Regions from separate parts of the Danio rerio genome. Here region 1 is linked to region 2. A link is a contact called in public HiCAR-type data. All regions are on one chromosome and are shown on one strand. Each heading gives the region's core, a stretch centred on a gene start, on an enhancer-like site or on the middle of the called end of the contact. The rest is flanking DNA. Distances are from core to core; before and after follow the strand shown. Region 1 overlaps anks1b (ankyrin repeat and sterile alpha motif domain containing 1B). Region 2 overlaps apaf1 (apoptotic peptidase activating factor 1).

Region 1 (5,757 bases), core at 20-2,519, 93 kb before region 2:
AAAGTGCTTTTTACATTCATATTAATGCATAACATTAATTGTTCATTATGATGTATATATATATATATATATATATATATATATATATAAAGTTATTGTATAACAATGGTTTGTTCTGTAAACTAGGCTAGAAATTTTGACCTTAAAATATGCTTTTAAAAAAATTAAAAACTGTTTATATATATATATACATATATATACAGTTCAAGTCAGAATTTTTAGCCCCCCCTCTGATTTTTTTTTTTTTTTTTTAAATATTTCCCATTAAATAATGTTTAACAGAGCAAGGACATTTTCACAGTATGTCTGATAATATTGTTTCTTCTGGAGAAAGTCTTATTTCTTTTATTTCAGCTAGAATGATAGCAGTTCTTAATTTTTACATTTATTATTTTATTTTATTATTTTTTATTATTTTATAATTTTACATTTATTTTGAGGTCAAAATAATTAGCCCCTTTAAGCTATTTTTTTTCCCGATCAGAACAATCCATCGATATACAGTAACTTGCCTAATTACCCTAACCTGCCTAGTTAACCTAATTAATCTAGTTAAACCTTCAAATTCACTTTAAGCTGTACAGATATTTTAATATACACATACACACAGACAAACACACATACTGTCATTATATAGGGATATAGAAATTGATACGCATATTAGTACATTCATATTCATACATTTCATTCATGATTCATAATGCTCTTTATTACATTGCTGGATGTTTATCGAATAAATCACTTAGTTCTAGTTCAAACATCATGAGCTTAATCTCCAAATGAAAGGCATCCAACGCCGCCTGGAATTGTTTTCAACCAAATGGAGGATTTGGTCTCTTTTGGCCGAGCGATCGCAAGTCTGTGGCTTTTTAAAGCACAGTCATATTACGATTCAATTATTTTCATTGTTATATTGACCCCAAATTCCTGGGTTGAGCTGTGGTGAGTTTTCTGTTGGACTGTGAATCAGCTCAGTCTCCATCGGTTTTAGCCACAAGAAAGAGCGGTGTAAAATGCTTTAAATGATATTTTCCAGTGTGTATTTTTAGCACAGCTCTGACTATAGCTGCTGTATTTAATGTATTTAAATAGCATTTGTTCTTACTTGTCTCATGCTGTGCTGGGCTGTGTTTCTGGGCAGTGGCTGGTTTATGTTTGCCGTGTTGGTAGGCGGTCAGAAGTCATTTAGCTCGTAATAATAGTCTAGCTGGGTTTTTTTGACAACTGTTACCCGGTTGCCATGACTGCTTGTGGTAGTTCCCATAGAGACAGCTTGCGTGAAGTGCGGATGATTCAAAGCTGACGTGTTTGTGTGTGAGTAAGTGTGTAAGTGTGTAAGGGCATGTATGCTTTAAGATGAAAATGTTAGTTTAGACTAATAAAAGGAAAGCGTCCAGCATACACCTTTAAATGTGTATTTGTTGCACTTTATGAATGAATGTCTGTTATTTTTTAAGTTGCATATTTTTAATAGCTGTTTTTGTAAGTAAAAATTTGAATCTTAAGCAGCTCTTACATCAGACTTCACGTTTATGTTTGTACATTTACTGAATGATATGTTCGTCAAAAATATGTCTGATTATATGCAACACTTTATTGTTTACATAAATTGTCTATTTTTCACTTTTCAGGCTGTATTTTCTGAATATTGTAATGATAAATAATCCCCTTTGTAAAAACTCTAATGTGTCTTAATAAGAAATTCTGAACCTACATGACTTTATCCAGTGTTCAGATACTGTAATGAATGCAAATGATTACATCTTTTATTAAATAGTCCCTCACGCATATTTAAACAGCATCTTAGAAAGCTCACAGTTGTTCACAATTCATAATGAAATCAATCAAGTGGGGAAGTATGGTGATTACTATTAGTTTTGTTGACCATGCTTACCTGCAGTGTCTTGTTTTAAGTGTGTGTGTGTGTGTGTGGTCCGACATTTGTCATTCAGTGACTGTGTGTGTATGTAATGAGTTTTCATGTCCTTTGTGTTGCATTCCTGTTTTCATCACTTCCTGTCACCTCTCCAAACGCACAGATTGCAAATTGTCTTTTCTTACACTAGCAGATGGCTACTGCCTTCGTTAACACAGCAGGCCCATCAAACACACATTCACACACACATATACACACAAACACACGCACACACTCCCCCTCTTGTTCAGTCTATCTGTTCTTTCCTTTTGGCACCCATATTACACTCCCTCACACCTTAACCATGATAAAAACATTTGCTTTAATACCAGAAGACACATTGAGGCTGCTCTGTGCATGCTGTACAGTTATGGAAATAGATAATAATAATAAAAAAGAGACCATTGTTTCTCTGGTAATGAATGTATTAGGTATGGGTTAACATGTTATAAAATATTAGTTTTATTGTTTATTAAGACAGATCTTTCATATTTAAAATAAAAACATTGTCATTAGGGCTGCACGACAGTACAAAAATTTGACATTACAATATTTTTTTTTCTCTGACATGCATTGTGAGATATATATATATATATCTCACAATGCATGTCAGAGAAAAAAAAATATTTACATTTGATTATTCAATTTCAATAAGCAAACACTGTTAAACTCTTTGCAAAAAGAGTTATTCAAGTCATCTGGTGAAATTATATTGCAATATATTACATTTATATATATATATATATATATATATATATATATATATATATATATATATGTGTGTATATATATATATATATATATATATATATATATATATATATATATATATATATATATACACACACACACACACACACACACACACACACACACACACATATATATATATATATATATATATATATATATATAAATGTAATATATTGCAATATAATTTCACCAGATGACTTGAATAACTCTTTTTGCAAAGAGTTTAACAGTGTTTGCTTATTGAAATTGAATAATCAAATGTAAATTAACAATGCAAAGTCTTCATCATGTAAACTGTTCAATAGAATGAATCTTTATTGTTATACTTGAACTCTCTTGAAGAGCCCCTATTATGGATTTTTGAAAATGCCCTTCCATGCAGTGTGTAACAGCACTAAGTGAATGAAACATCCAGCTGAGGTTTAAATCTGAAAGTGCTCCGTGTTTAAAGCTATTAATTCTTTAAAGAATCAGTTGACTCTTGATTCTTTAAAGTCAAATGAATGAATCTGTTTGGGTTCGGATGTTTTGCTTGAATGCGTCGACATCGATACGGTACATCGCCAAATATGTAGTTCCAGATATGGTCAAAATGTGAATGCGTCTTCCCTTTCAGACACTAGCGGAGAGCTGAGATCACTGGACTGATCATGACACGAAGATGACGGATTAATTACAGATTGAGATTTGGCTGTGGGGAATAAAGGGTTAAAGTAAATTTTCACAACAACACCACAGTATAGCCAACCTTGTGCTGTGTTTTTTCCTTTCATTTTTCTGATGATTGATACAATAACCTACGCTGCAACGCGGGATTTGCAGGCCGTTTGCTATTAAGTTTGCTGACAGGGACTTTGTCAGTAACTGTTACAGTTTATATGGACCAGTTTCTTTTTCCTCCGCATCATGACATGTAAGTGTAATTAAAAGTGTTGCCTTGTTTTGTTTAGTTTGCTATATATCTGTTTAATTGTGTTTTGTAAGTTGTAATCGCCCTATGTGGCTTGTAACCACTTATCTGTTATAGATCAGTGCTTGTACTGTATCTGTAAGGTTAAATCTTTATGGGGTTATTCACATATTGTGTCCAAAATCATGTTGAAACCTCGACACATGTTTTCTACTTTAACAATTTAAATGCGTTTCTAAACTCACAATCCTTTGCTGCTTGTCCTTGTTATGGTCACCATCAGCTGTTCCTCACATGTGCAGCACGGTCAAAAACTTTTGCCATTGTGTGGATTAATACTGAATATGTGTCATTGTTTTTATTGGGGTTAGCTTTAAGTATAGAGTAACATGCTGGTGTTTAACTGCATTGCTTTATTGCATTCCTGCGTTGGGCTCTCACTCTCTGCTACTTCATAGCCGTACTGGGCATTTCTCTCTGTCTCGTGCTGAACGCAGTTGACTAATCACAATAGACTGGACCATGGGACCAATCAGTTTAGCTTCACGCTAAGGAGGACTTTGGGAACAAATGAATCTCTGATTGAATCATATGGGAATCATTGGGATATGTAGGTAAAAATAAATGCATACTATAAGACAATGAAAGTGTTTCTTGACCTTGCATGCATATCAGCTGTAGTTGGAGACCCCCAAAACCAAAATATGACCATTTATAATACAAAATAGGGGCTCTTCAAAATACTTATCTGTTGTGCTTAATTTCTGGAGGGTCTCCACAAAACTCCTGTGTTTTGACTTGTCATTCTTGGTCACCTATAATCCCTACTCAACATTGCATATCTTGCAATGTGATGATTGCGGACACACACATTGCGATATTGATGCTCAAATGATATATTGCTCAGCCCTAATTGTCATATATACCATTAAAGTGGTTAAAATAATTCAAATGAAGGTGTTTTTAGACCTGTTTCTATTTATTTATAGACAGCAAAATACCAGCATTTAAATTAGGATATCAATATTTGGTGGAATAACCTTGAATTTCAATCACTGCAAATGAAAATTGTTATTTAGCAATTTTCATTTTTAGACTTTTTAATTTATTTTAAATTGCTATATATAACTTAAATTTAGAAGAAATGTCACCAGACCATTATAGCTATAGTTTAATATACATTTTCTTCAAACCCATACTTAACACATTTATTACATCCAGCAAAACTTGAGAATCTTCAAGTTGTGTCTTATTTTTATTTATTTTTCCATAGCTGTGTTTGTGAGTGTGGGTGGGTTGGCCTGTGGGTTTATCATGTGTTGAATTGACGCACGCTGCCACACATTTTTGGCCCATGACCTTATGAGTGTTGCTCTGAGATTGTTTCCCCAGTACAGATTCCGCTGTTGGGTATCAAGATGATCCAGCAGCCCCTTTTCTTAAAGACAGCCATCTATTGCATTCATAAAAATAGATTAAACATGACGTTTGTAGAGCTGGATAGAGTTTCAGATAGGGAAATGTGTTTATTACATGGATCAGTGGAGTATCTGCAGTCACATGTCCTTGTGTGATGATCAGCAAACTATATAATCGCGCCTCATCCCAGGAAATAAATCGTGTTTATTTTTTTTCCATTCTATACGCAGCTGAGGTGGTTTTATGTCTCGGATATCAATTTGCTGTCTTTGTACTGTTGTAATAGAATAATTTATATTCAGGTTGTCAAGTTCTGTCATGAAAGTTGCATGAAAACATTAGATTTATTTCAACATTAATGAATGATTAGATTGTTTTTAAAGTGCTTTGAAAAAAGTTACTTCTGTTCATCAAAGTTATTTATTTGATCAGCAATATAGTAAAAGCTGTAATATTGTGAAATAGTATTACACTTTAATGTTGACCAATTGAACAGTAGTGTATATATTGAATGTTTGTTTAGAATTTTTTAATCGCTAGAAAGTAAATGCTCACTAGTACTCACTAAATACTCACTAATCAGCTAACAATTTATTCAATGTCACTATTGAGTTTAGTCAACAAAATATGGCAGTGGTTAATATAAATAATTAGACATTTGTGTTTTACTGTTTACACCTACAGTAAGGTGCTTTTTCATCAATCCAATCACACTTTGCCAACATTAATTGTTGATTTGTTGACATGTTGATTTTCCACT
Region 2 (5,474 bases), core at 2,528-5,027:
TAGGCTACAGTAACTTCTATTGCAGCCGAGTTCATTTACTTCAAAACTCTTGCCAAGTAATACTATGCAATACTTTATGCTCCGTAAGTAAATAGCCACTTACAATTATTACATTTTTATTTGGCTAAAATCATTGGTCCACAACTTGCGCATCACTCATTCAGCAAGTGCTTTCCAACCACTTACAAAGACAAACTTTATGAGCTGCTGTGAGCAACTGCGTTATATAGTGCAATGCCACTCAAGGTTCATTTCTCCACGGCCGCTGTCTGGAAAAAGCCATTTCTCCCAAAGTCAAACGTTTACCCTCTAGACAAAACCTCAAACGTGCCACTATTTATCAAGCGCACTACAAACATGAGGGGGGGAAGAGGTGCAAGATCACAGACTCGTACTCAAGGAACGGTTTGTCCAACAAATCTGGAGTTCTTCCTCAAACAAACCTACTCTACACATTCAAATGGCTTCAATCAACTGTACGAACCACAATTACGCTAAGCAATACAAATCAATTCAAAGTGCTGCGTTTTACCAATTAATGTTTGCCATTCCCATCACTGCAATACACGTGCTGAAGAGAAATAAAGCAAGCAGATCGGTGACAGGTCTTGCTATCCGTGTCAAGCTTCTCTACTGTACAAGTGCTTATTCTGCCGCTGGCAAACACAGACTCCATTCTCTCTGACATTTCTCTGACTAAATGGGATAAGTGTAAAAGCCTTAACGCGAATATGCTCGTTTACCTGCTAACTTTCATTTGCTTAAACCTAGCAAACACATGGTCATTTCGTTTAATTGTCTATCGGAATGCTTCCACAAATTGTGATCCTTTGCTTTTAAAAGACTCAACTATAGTCTGAAAAACCTCCATTTGTATGACTTTGGCTAAAAATGCTTGAAAAGACAATTGGAAGGCATTTACACCCAACTTACAATTACCAAAGTAAGCATCTTGATAGGCAAGCCACAAAGCCTTTCACACTTGTACGTCAACAGAAGCAGACATTTTTACAAATGTCAACATTCTACTATGTTTTCTACGTGTATGTGCTCATGCTGTTTGTTAAAGAAAAGGCTTCATACCTAGGTCACGCTCCTCTCTTCGCTGGGTCGCCTTAGGCCTCACCCAAGCTTGAGCATTCTCATTTTTCACAAACTTTCAGCAAGCCAACTCTCTATACTACACAATTTCAACAAAACTTCACTGGAACGCTGATCAACCAATCACAATGTGGAAGAACCAGCAACGACTCAAAACTCCAGGTCAGCGCACACTAAGCCACAACTAAGAAACTAATGCAAGTGTCATTTGACATATCGGATGCGCTACTTTACAACTTCCTTAGTTAAAACAAGGCAATTCACTTTTCTTTCACTTGTTTGTCTCTTTGTATCTCTCTCATGAATACATGCGTGTTTGGAGATGGATGCGTTGTCTACACCTTTTCATTACCATTATTAAACGTTTCAGCCTGCGCAGATTGCTCCTTTTTACACACAGAACTACTTAAGCTAAAAAGATAACAGCTTGTACTAATGCGTTAATGTAGTAACATTAATTATTCTTTCAGACATTACTTCATCTTTCTATTAATACACAAATTAAAATCACATTAAATTTAACAACTCCTCTTAGTTCAGCTACCATTAACAATGCTCAACACAAATATTCACAATAAAATTATCATTTCATTATAAATATTCGTACATTTTACAATCTTCATTCGCAACACACTTCTACACAGTACTTCCATGAAAGCATTAAGAAACGTTTCTTCCTTCAAGACACAGTATGCATCTTCAAGCTGTAATAAAACTAGCTACACGGTACTTTTAAGCTAACAGACTAGCATGCACCATTGTGTTTCAGGAAATAACAGCATTGTTTGGCAAATACATTCATTAACTACTAATAAAAGCAAATCCACTTTCAGTCACTGCCAACTTGGTGCACACTATTGAGTCGTTCACTGATCTTCAACTTTACTCCATTAAAATGTACAACAGCATTTCACCAATCTCAATTTCCCTAATAACCACTAATCTCAAATTTTAATCATTCAAATCCATCTGCATTCATTTTAAACCATCCAATCCAGTAGTCTTTGCATATTTTGCCATATACTGTGTAGCTACAAAACTATTGCTTCCTAACCTCCATTTTCACACTCACACCAACAAATGACAGGTGTACAAATGACAGTGGACAAAAACAACGCCATCTCCCTTCCTCGGTTACACATCCAAACCCAACAGCCCCAAGTGCCGCTACTAAACAAAAAATAAAAATAAAAATAATCACACAGCTTTTCCCCCTCACTACTGTTCAACAGCACAAACAAACCATCTGTAATTTGCAGGTGAATGTTGTTGTGAGACACAGAGCAATAAATCGCTGCGATAAGCATAGTGTCTGCTAGAGGTGAAGGTCTGGACGCCCTGGAGCTCAAGTGTGTGAATTACTAGCAGTCTCCAAACAGCAGTCAAATCCTCCAGAGGACAAACAACACCATACACGCGTGTGAGAGAGAAAGAGTCGGCCAGTGTGATTTAACGTGTTCCAGCCTCTTCCTCAGTAAAGGTGTAATATCCTGGCTGACCTCCTCATCCGTTTCTCCTCCAGAAAATAATTCTGTCTTATGAGGAGGAACGCTGTCACTTACACGCACGGTTATAATAACCATTTCTCTTTTATGACTGAAGGCTAAACGCAAACAGGCCTCTGTAAATAACTCAAACACACAAATCAATTCTTGAAAATAAGGGCCAAAATGACTTAGTCTAACTCAAGCATGCTTTAAAGAACCATGCTAAACTTCACCTTTTTCTATTTAGCTGATGGACGGTACATAGATGAAGGCAGACCGCTGCTGACTACACGCTACAAAAAGACAACTGACGGAAAACACGGGCAAGAAAATAAAACAAGACAGATGCCTCGCTCCAGCATAAAAACGATTTGCACTGCACAATTGAAGCATGCTGACTCACCGTGGACCGTACCGGGAGACAGAAGGACTACATATTACAAACTATGCTTTATTTTAATTAAGAGCGTCTCAATATACTGCTTTAACAGGGAGTGCAATGTTACGCATGTACATCAAACTCTTGTTTACAGAGAAGGAAACTTTAACGCTTCATCTGCACTATTAAGAGAGGAAACTTCTGATTACGTTCATTAAGATTACATGGGATCATTCCAAATTGACACATTATAACAATGCTTGTAACAATGTAGCAATTAATAATTAATTAAAAATAACTATTATTACAACTATCAAGTACACTTTTACAAAAACGGACATTAAAGCAAAGACTATGTATTCTGAAATAGGGACATAGGATTTGTCTGGGGGGCATTTACTACAGTCAGTATGTTTTTATTGTTGGATGAGCCATCACTCTTGCCCATTTCTATCAAAATTGAATAGGTTATCCAAAATATGTAACGCTAATAAAATAATAAAACCATTAGTAAATGACAAATGTTCAAAGACACATTGACTCCTAAATATCCATTTCACATTCATCAAATGGCCGAGTTCTTTAGGATGACTTTTTGTTTTTTTGAGTTAAACATTCATTCGTTAAGAAAGCACTCTGCTCAGAGGAGGAGCTGAAACTCAATCCACAATTAGAGGACAGTTTAGGGAGACTATTGACTTTTATTTATACTACTGCTACTATCTTGGCCTTCTCTACACCAGATAAGTGCACAATTCAAGTGAAAGCTTGCCCTATCAACACTTTGCCCAAAGTTTCGCATGACTCATCCACTTGTTCCAAACCTGTCTGACTTTTTCCCTTCTGTTGAACACAAAGGATGTGTTACAGAGATTTACTGAACGTACAAAACATATACTAAACAACACACTGACTTCCATGGTCATTTTTAATTGACTGGATGTTAATAGCTATGGTTTTCCATCCAAAGGTACCAATTACATTTGTGCAAAATTGGGATATTGGATGGAAACAGTGCTATATTAACAAATTTTTTTTTATACAACAAGTCAAATACAGTAAATATTTACTTCCTGACAAACAGACAAATTACATTTATTGTGGTAGGAAAAGTCATTGTGGGCCTTGTTCTTATAAAGTAAATTGCTTGCGCCTAAAAAGATAATGCAATGAATGCAGGGTGGCTTTTGAAGGTGCGAGATGCTCTTTGGGGGGGGGGGGGGGGTTGCAGCCACTCAACACAGTTCTGGGAGGTAAAAGAGGCTAACTGCTATATGGCAGACTTTCACTTAGGGACTTTAACTTGGGACTGCATTAACAAACTGAATAAATTGGCCATCATGCCCATTTGGTTATTTATTTTATTATTCTTTTTTTTTTTATCAGAGAAACACTTTAGCCCACTCCATTGTATGCGTATTGAACATTTATGCTAGACAAGGAGCACTGCATTTTGCACATCTTGGCATTTCTGTTAATCATTTTTATGCAATATTCCAAAACGGCCATATAAAATGAACGGAAACGTAGCTAATGGCTGCTTCGTTCCTACGTTCTGCAGAATATCTCTTTTATTCAACTCAAGAAAAAAGTTCAATTTAACCAGCCGTGTCAATCTGTTTTCTTTAAAAATGCACATTTATGTTCATGGTGTTTCAAGCTACTGGTTTAAAACGCACCAATGAACAACTATTGGATATTTCAGCATTTATTAGTGCCGTTACCGTTCATTAATCCTTGACTCCAAATTAACAGAAGCGTTGCAATTTAGCATTTTATCAAAGATGAAACGCATGGCGGCAGCAGGCCTGTCAAGGTTCTTCTATTTGTACTCGGATGACATAAACTACAAATGGTGTCAAAGAAAAAGTAATACCGATGGATGGCTCCGTACAAATAAAAACATCTTGGTGACAAACTGCAGAAGGCAGACATCAAACCACCTCAAAGTGAACGCGGAGCTGCCATGCTGAACGAGCTCAGAAAGAAGACGTTTAAAGGACTCTTCCTGATGTCTCAATGACGAGCTAAACCAAGAGCACACAACACTGTCCCGTTCTACAACACCAAACAATCCTAATTCATTTTCTTACGTTTATACTCTATTAAAATCATTTCAGGCTCATTAACACTATTGCTGTTAAAGCAAACGCTGAAAATTGGAAAATGTCACAAGCAGGACTCAAACATGCACCACTGAATGAGCGCCACAACTCAATCTGCCAACTGCCATGCCATAGTACAAACCCTCAACTTGCTTTATTCCATTTCAGTGTTTGTCTGGGCCACATATGGACAGGAAATAGCGAAATAAGCATCCTTCAGTGAGAAAAAAAAAAAAAGGATTTCACACAACATCTGCTCTGATATATAACCAGATCTCGCAGGCAACGTAAATTCTCAAATCCCAACTGAACTGCAACGCTGGCAGGAAGCTCAGCGTGATGCGTCATATCTCGCACACCTCCGTCCTTTGTGTGGTCGTAACAGATTTACAGCAGGTTTGG

What was found. HiCAR-type assays count read pairs that join an accessible place to other places.
Region 1: a HiCAR-type map of caudal fin shows a contact between it and region 2, with 4 times the contacts expected there. The contact joins two enhancer-like sites. A contact is called at or near these places in 6 of 18 Hi-C or Micro-C datasets (caudal fin, embryo, hematopoietic stem cells and 2 more) and 1 of 4 datasets of contacts at active chromatin or transcription factors (caudal fin).

What each region holds. Positions count from the first base shown.
Region 1 is chr4:18,544,098-18,549,854 of GRCz12tu, reverse strand. The region is part of intron 17 of anks1b (ankyrin repeat and sterile alpha motif domain containing 1B); the gene reads left to right. Among named protein-coding and RNA genes, the nearest start is that of apaf1, 110 kb to the right of the region's middle. Within about 2 kb of position 1,269, at least 8 of the 62 cell types and tissues checked have an H3K27ac peak or open chromatin away from gene starts, as enhancers often do. A contact at or near this core is called in caudal fin, where this site is marked.
Region 2 is chr4:18,454,309-18,459,782 of GRCz12tu, reverse strand. The region is part of intron 25 of apaf1 (apoptotic peptidase activating factor 1); the gene reads right to left. Among named protein-coding and RNA genes, the nearest start is that of apaf1, 22 kb to the right of the region's middle. Within about 2 kb of position 3,777, at least 1 of the 62 cell types and tissues checked has an H3K27ac peak or open chromatin away from gene starts, as enhancers often do. A contact at or near this core is called in caudal fin, where this site is marked.